Linked DNA regions of Mus musculus: region 2 is linked to region 1. The links are chromatin contacts, called in public ChIA-PET maps. All regions are on one chromosome and are shown on one strand. Each heading gives the region's core, a stretch centred on a gene start, on an enhancer-like site or on the middle of the called end of the contact. The rest is flanking DNA. Distances are from core to core; before and after follow the strand shown.

Region 1 (2,700 bases), core at 67-2,566:
AGCTAAGCCCGGGGTTGGCTCTGCTTTTCTGCACCTCTTGCCTTCAGGGTTGGCCATGCCTGGACACAAGCATGAGCTCTGGGTTTATAGATCTCAGGCTCTCTTGGCTCGAGGCCGAAGGCTAGCCGCCTGTGAAAGCAGGTACTAGATCTTTTCTCTCTATACCTCAGAGTTGCTTGGGGCCTCGTATTACTTGTGCCAAAATCTCTTTACATCGATTCTTTTCGCTAATCCTCTTTTAAAAATTACTGGCATGGGTTCTTTTTCTCTCCCTCTGGATTATGTAAACATTACACACACACACACACACACACACACACACACACACACACACACACACACACACCACACCAGTCAGTAAGATCATCGCATTGACACCGCTTCCACTCTGTCTCCCCAGATCAACGCTTCTAGAGAACCCATTTGCACTGGGGACTCAGCCCTCTCTTTTTCCTGGCGAGGCTTATGAACCTGTCACCAAGCCAGTGCCTCGGAAAGGAGGAAGTGCGGTGGGGCTCAAAGGATACATGGCGCCCGCCCCCAGCTAGCTGCTCTTCAGATGATCTGCAACCAAGTTGGCTGATAAAATATTTAGTAACGACCCAGTAAACATGACTGCAAATACATTAAAGCACTTCAGCGCGACAGCTTATGATTATTTCAAAACTTAAAAAGGAGATCATAGATTGTCACTGTTTCTGTACCCCTGCCGGAAACCGAACCTTCCCGAGGTGGGTTGCTGGGTGGGTTAACTGCTTTGCCTCCTCTTCTCCTCTCTTAACGCTGTGGCTTTCAGCGGCAGAGGTTTGTTTATTTATTTATTTACTCGTGTAGTTTAAAGGTGGGGGAGGGGGCGGCAAGGACACGCAATACCGATTCAACAAAGCACAGGCTCAGGTGTGTGTGCTTCTGTGTATTAACTGGAAAAGACAGACTCTGGAAGTTTTACAGGGCGAGAAGAGGCCACCGGCTCGCGCTTTGTATACTTTGCACTTGAAATCGTTACATTCAACTGAATATTTGGCTCATTCAGATCCGAAAAGTCTCCTAGCATCATCGAATTCCCTCCTCCGCCCCTCCTCTCTAAAGAGAGGGGGGGGGGTAAGGAACTGTTTAGTAAATTGCACATCTTTGAATCTTCCTGAAGCAGTGGTCACAAAGCTTAAAGGTGACATAACAGAGCTCACGTAAACCAACACACTTTCCCCACCCCCCAAGCCAACAATAAAATCATCCCCTTCAATTTGCCATGATCGTCGCGACCAGGAGCCAGGTGATTATCCTAATTAATGTCTATCTAATTAAATTACTGTCAGCAGCTAACCAATGGCAAGAGCCGTTTCATCGGCTGCATAAGCAGCAAGATCAAAAGTGAGCCTTTTCTGATTGCTGCATAGTGTCAATTGGCCAATCTCTTCTCCCAGGGAAAAAAAAAAGTAAATCAAACCTTTGAGAAGCATTTGCTGGTTGAAGTGCTTTCTGTCTAGTGAGGGGTCTGTGGATTCCTAGTGTATGATAAACAGGACTTTAAAACCCAGGGACGGGAGGGCCAGCGTTCAGGTTCTAGAGCTATGCAGCTGGAGCATTGCCTCTCTCCTTCTATCATGCTCTCCAAGAAATTTCTCAATGTGAGCAGCAGCTACCCACATTCGGGCGGATCTGAGCTTGTCTTGCATGATCATCCCATTATCTCGACCACTGACAACCTGGAGAGAAGTTCACCTTTGAAAAAAATTACCAGGGGGATGACGAATCAGTCAGATACAGACAATTTTCCTGACTCCAAGGACTCACCAGGGGACGTCCAGAGAAGTAAACTCTCTCCTGTCTTGGACGGGGTCTCTGAGCTTCGTCACAGTTTCGATGGCTCTGCTGCAGATCGTTACCTACTCTCTCAGTCCAGCCAGCCACAGTCTGCGGCCACCGCTCCCAGTGCCATGTTCCCGTACCCCAGCCAGCACGGACCGGCGCATCCCGCCTTCTCCATCGGCAGCCCCAGTCGCTACATGGCCCACCACCCGGTCATTACCAACGGAGCTTACAACAGCCTGCTGTCCAACTCTTCGCCGCAGGGCTACCCCACGGCCGGCTACCCCTACCCACAGCAGTACGGCCACTCCTACCAAGGAGCCCCTTTCTACCAGTTCTCCTCCACCCAGCCCGGGTTGGTGCCCGGCAAGGCGCAAGTATACCTGTGCAACAGGCCACTTTGGCTGAAATTTCATCGGCATCAAACGGAGATGATCATCACTAAACAGGGAAGGTAATGCTACTTTCTTGGCTGCCGCTGTTCCAGGCGTGACCCTGGGCGAACGCACCCAAGTTGTGACCGCCGGGCAGCGACTATGTGGGGTCGGGGAGCGGAGTGGAGAGGCGCTCGGGTGCGTCCTGGAGTTGGCTGGTTTTGGAAAAGGGGAATGTGGAAGGGATAATAACCACCGTGATGTTGGTGGCGGGGAGCCTGCTGTGCCAATGCGGTCGGAGAACCAGTCAGTGGCTAGAGCACGACGGAGAGCCGCGGCCGCTCCTAGGCATTCAGAGCGACGCATCAAAGCTGGCCCGAGCCGACAGGTGGAGAAGCAGGCCGCCACCGGCTCTCCACCGAGCACTGATCCCTGTTGGTCCCCCACTGCAGAGCGCTCGCTGCTCTTCCCGACTTCGGCCCTACGTCTTCCCTTCTCCCACTACCCCCTTTCCTAG
Region 2 (2,801 bases), core at 18-2,517, 590 kb after region 1:
GCATAGCCTAACAAACACTTTGCCCCTTCTTAGAATTGGAAACAAAACACCCATGGAAGGAGTTACAGAGACAAAGTTTGGAGCTGAGACAAAAGGATGGACCATCTAGAGACTGCCACACCCGGATATCCATCCCATAATCAGCCTCCAAATGCTGACACCATTGCATACGCCAGCAAGATTTTTCTGAAAGGACCCTGATATAGCTGTCTCTTGTGAGGTTTTATTACTTAATGTAAGATGTTATCACATAAGTATTACAAAAAAAAATTCCTTTACACAAAGTAAAGTTATTCATTCACTTCACTCCAGAGACAAATCACAAAGAGCCTAACATCTTTCTCCACACTCTCAAACATTTTCATGTGCATGGAAACACCTAACCACAGCACCTGCCACATCACAAGCAGGCCAGTAAAAGCTGCCCTTTGTGTTACTCTTTTCAAAGCCCATGGGAAAGTAATTCTCTTATAGAAACTGTCCTTTCCAACGAAGTTTTTAACAGTAGTTCCTTTTGAGCTAACCTGATAATATCCGACTTTTGAACCTTCTCCTTCCATAGATAAAACTGCTACATTCTCCTTGTTAGCTCACAGACGTTGTTTAATCCAATAGCTGACTGTGAGCATCCACTTCTGTGTTTGCCAGGCACCAGCATAGCCTAACAAACACTTTGCCCCTTTTTAGAACTGGGAACAAAACACCCATGGAAGGAGTTACAGAGACAGTTTGGAGCTGATAATTTTAATTGATAATTAATTAAAATTAATAATCGAGTCCAGATTCCTTGGGATTACCTAGTATCCAGTGGGCCATTATTCCCTTCCTGCGCCCCTCTTAGCACCCCTCTGGCACTGCTCAGCCTGTTCTCACATCAGCACATAGCTTTTCTAAGCTCCTCATCTGTGCCTCACTCTGGTTCCCTTCAGCTTATGACATTCTTGGGGATCTACACGCAGATCAAGGAAGATGACTCACGGCGCGTATACACCCGCAGGGCCTACACCAGCCCTGCCTTGTGTAAGGTTCACTTAGGTGCTCAGGAAGCTGAATGCAAACCACTTTTTATCTGTTCACAAACAGTCCCAGAGTCTGGCCACACTAGAGCAAGTCGAACAACAACTACTCCCTGTGGGTTGGTTTTTGGGTTTTTTTTTTTTTTTTTTAGTTTTGTTTTTTATCTTGCCGTTTGATGAGCAGGACACATTGGAAGACAGTTTGGAAACATCTAGATAAGCGAGTTCTGTGAGATTCGAGTGCCAAGTCCAGGTTTTGACCTTTATCAGCTTCACAGTTTGCTGGCAAGGTACACCCTTCCGACTCTTACAGGACGTGCTCATGTTCCTGTTTCTCCTTCCTCGTCTTCTTGCTCCTTGACAGGGCACTGCTGCAGCAACAGATGCAGGTCCTTGGCTGCTGCTATGGTTTTCGTGGTGCGACCCGGGACACGCCGTTCACTTGACTTATTGATTTAAAGCCTTGTGCCAGCCAAGGAAAGCAGTTGATCATGTGGTACCCATCAGCTCATAAACAAATGCAATCTCTTGAATTTAGAATCTTAGGGAAGACATTAGCTGTATTCTGCTTTATTTCCTTGGCTTAAAGAACTAAGATGAGCCATGTAAAAATGACATTTGTCAATCATAAACATCAGAAGAGCAGCATTCAAAATGGTTCAGCCTAGTAATGAAGTCTCACCAAAGGCTATGGTATAATGAATCCTAGCTTCAAGGTCAGAATTACTTATAAATCAATTGTAACCCCAGGATAACAAAATCAAAATAAGAGAGACTACAGTCTTCCAGAGTAGTCTTGATTTTGACCAATGTCACCATGTGTGTTAACTATTTTTTCAATAAAAAATATGTTCATTCATCATTAATGTTTTAACTCTTAAACTCTGATTTATAACATTTCTACTTTCCAAAGATAAACTGCTTTGGAAATTAAATAGCTAATGAAATACTTCTAGAAAGAAATATGTTTCTTAAGGCTCACAAATGCATGAAGTTGTTTAAGAAAAAAACAGGAAAAAGAGGTATTTGGTTGTAGTTTGTGGATGCCATATGGCAACCAGTCAACATTCCACACTAATTCTTGTCTCTACAAAGAGTACAAAGAAATAAAACAGGTGTTACTGCAGAATTCACTTTTGTAAAATAGCAGTCTTGGCAGACAAAGAAAAAATATTCAATAAGGAGGAAGTAACAATTAACGGACAGGCTTCATGGCCCCTGAGACTGGATCACACAGCCACTTCCTATCTCTGCCGAATCACAAAACACAAGAAGGGAGTCGCAGGTGGCACTGAAAGCCAAGGGCCTAGTTGTGAGCACAGACTTGCCTATTGCATTTGGCTTTGGGGAACTACTGAATAACTTGCTATTGTTCAGATCTAACTCATTGCAGTAGTTTTAAGAGGTGCAGGCTTGGAGAGAGGTGATTAAGTACTGGAGGTTCTATTCTCAGGATTGATTAGCAACTTGTGAAATGGGTGGGGGCAATGAGTGTACCCCACCATGGACCACCACGTGAGGATGCTGCTGATAGAAGATGTCATCAGGGAAGCAATCTCTTACATAATGCTGAGCTAGCTGGTTCCTTGACCTTGGCTTTCCCAGGTTCTAGAACTATGAGAAATAACTTCCTGTCCCTTATAATTACCCAGCCTTAGATATTTTGTCCTAGCAGCATAAAATGGCCAGCCCAGAAATTGGTATTGGACAAGTGAAGAGTTGCTAAGCAACACTGGAAGTGGATAATGGATAGAGCCTGGAACTGTGTGGAAGCAACTGTCAAAA

What was found. ChIA-PET counts read pairs in DNA pulled down with a chosen protein or histone mark.
Region 2: an RNA polymerase II ChIA-PET map of memory CD8 T cells shows a contact between it and region 1, with 34 read pairs. The contact joins the enhancer-like site here to the promoter of Tbr1 in region 1. A contact is called at or near these places in 15 of 39 promoter capture datasets (the 3T3-L1 cell line, the HPC-7 cell line, cranial neural crest and 10 more), 7 of 115 datasets of contacts at active chromatin or transcription factors (DN3 thymocytes, bone marrow-derived macrophages, embryonic hindbrain and 3 more) and 2 of 9 other capture datasets (adipose tissue and liver).

Annotation. Positions count from the first base shown.
Region 1 is chr2:61,803,137-61,805,836 of GRCm38.p6, forward strand. Tbr1 (T-box brain transcription factor 1) reads left to right here and starts at 1,317. Exons shown (of 6, transcript NM_009322.3): 1 at 1,317-2,263. The coding sequence starts at 1,572.
Region 2 is chr2:62,390,039-62,392,839 of GRCm38.p6, forward strand. The region is part of intron 2 of Dpp4 (dipeptidylpeptidase 4); the gene reads right to left. Among named protein-coding and RNA genes, the nearest start is that of Dpp4, 21 kb to the right of the region's middle. Within about 2 kb of position 1,268, at least 111 of the 459 cell types and tissues checked have an H3K27ac peak or open chromatin away from gene starts, as enhancers often do. A contact at or near this core is called in DN3 thymocytes, the HPC-7 cell line, adipose tissue and 4 more, where this site is marked.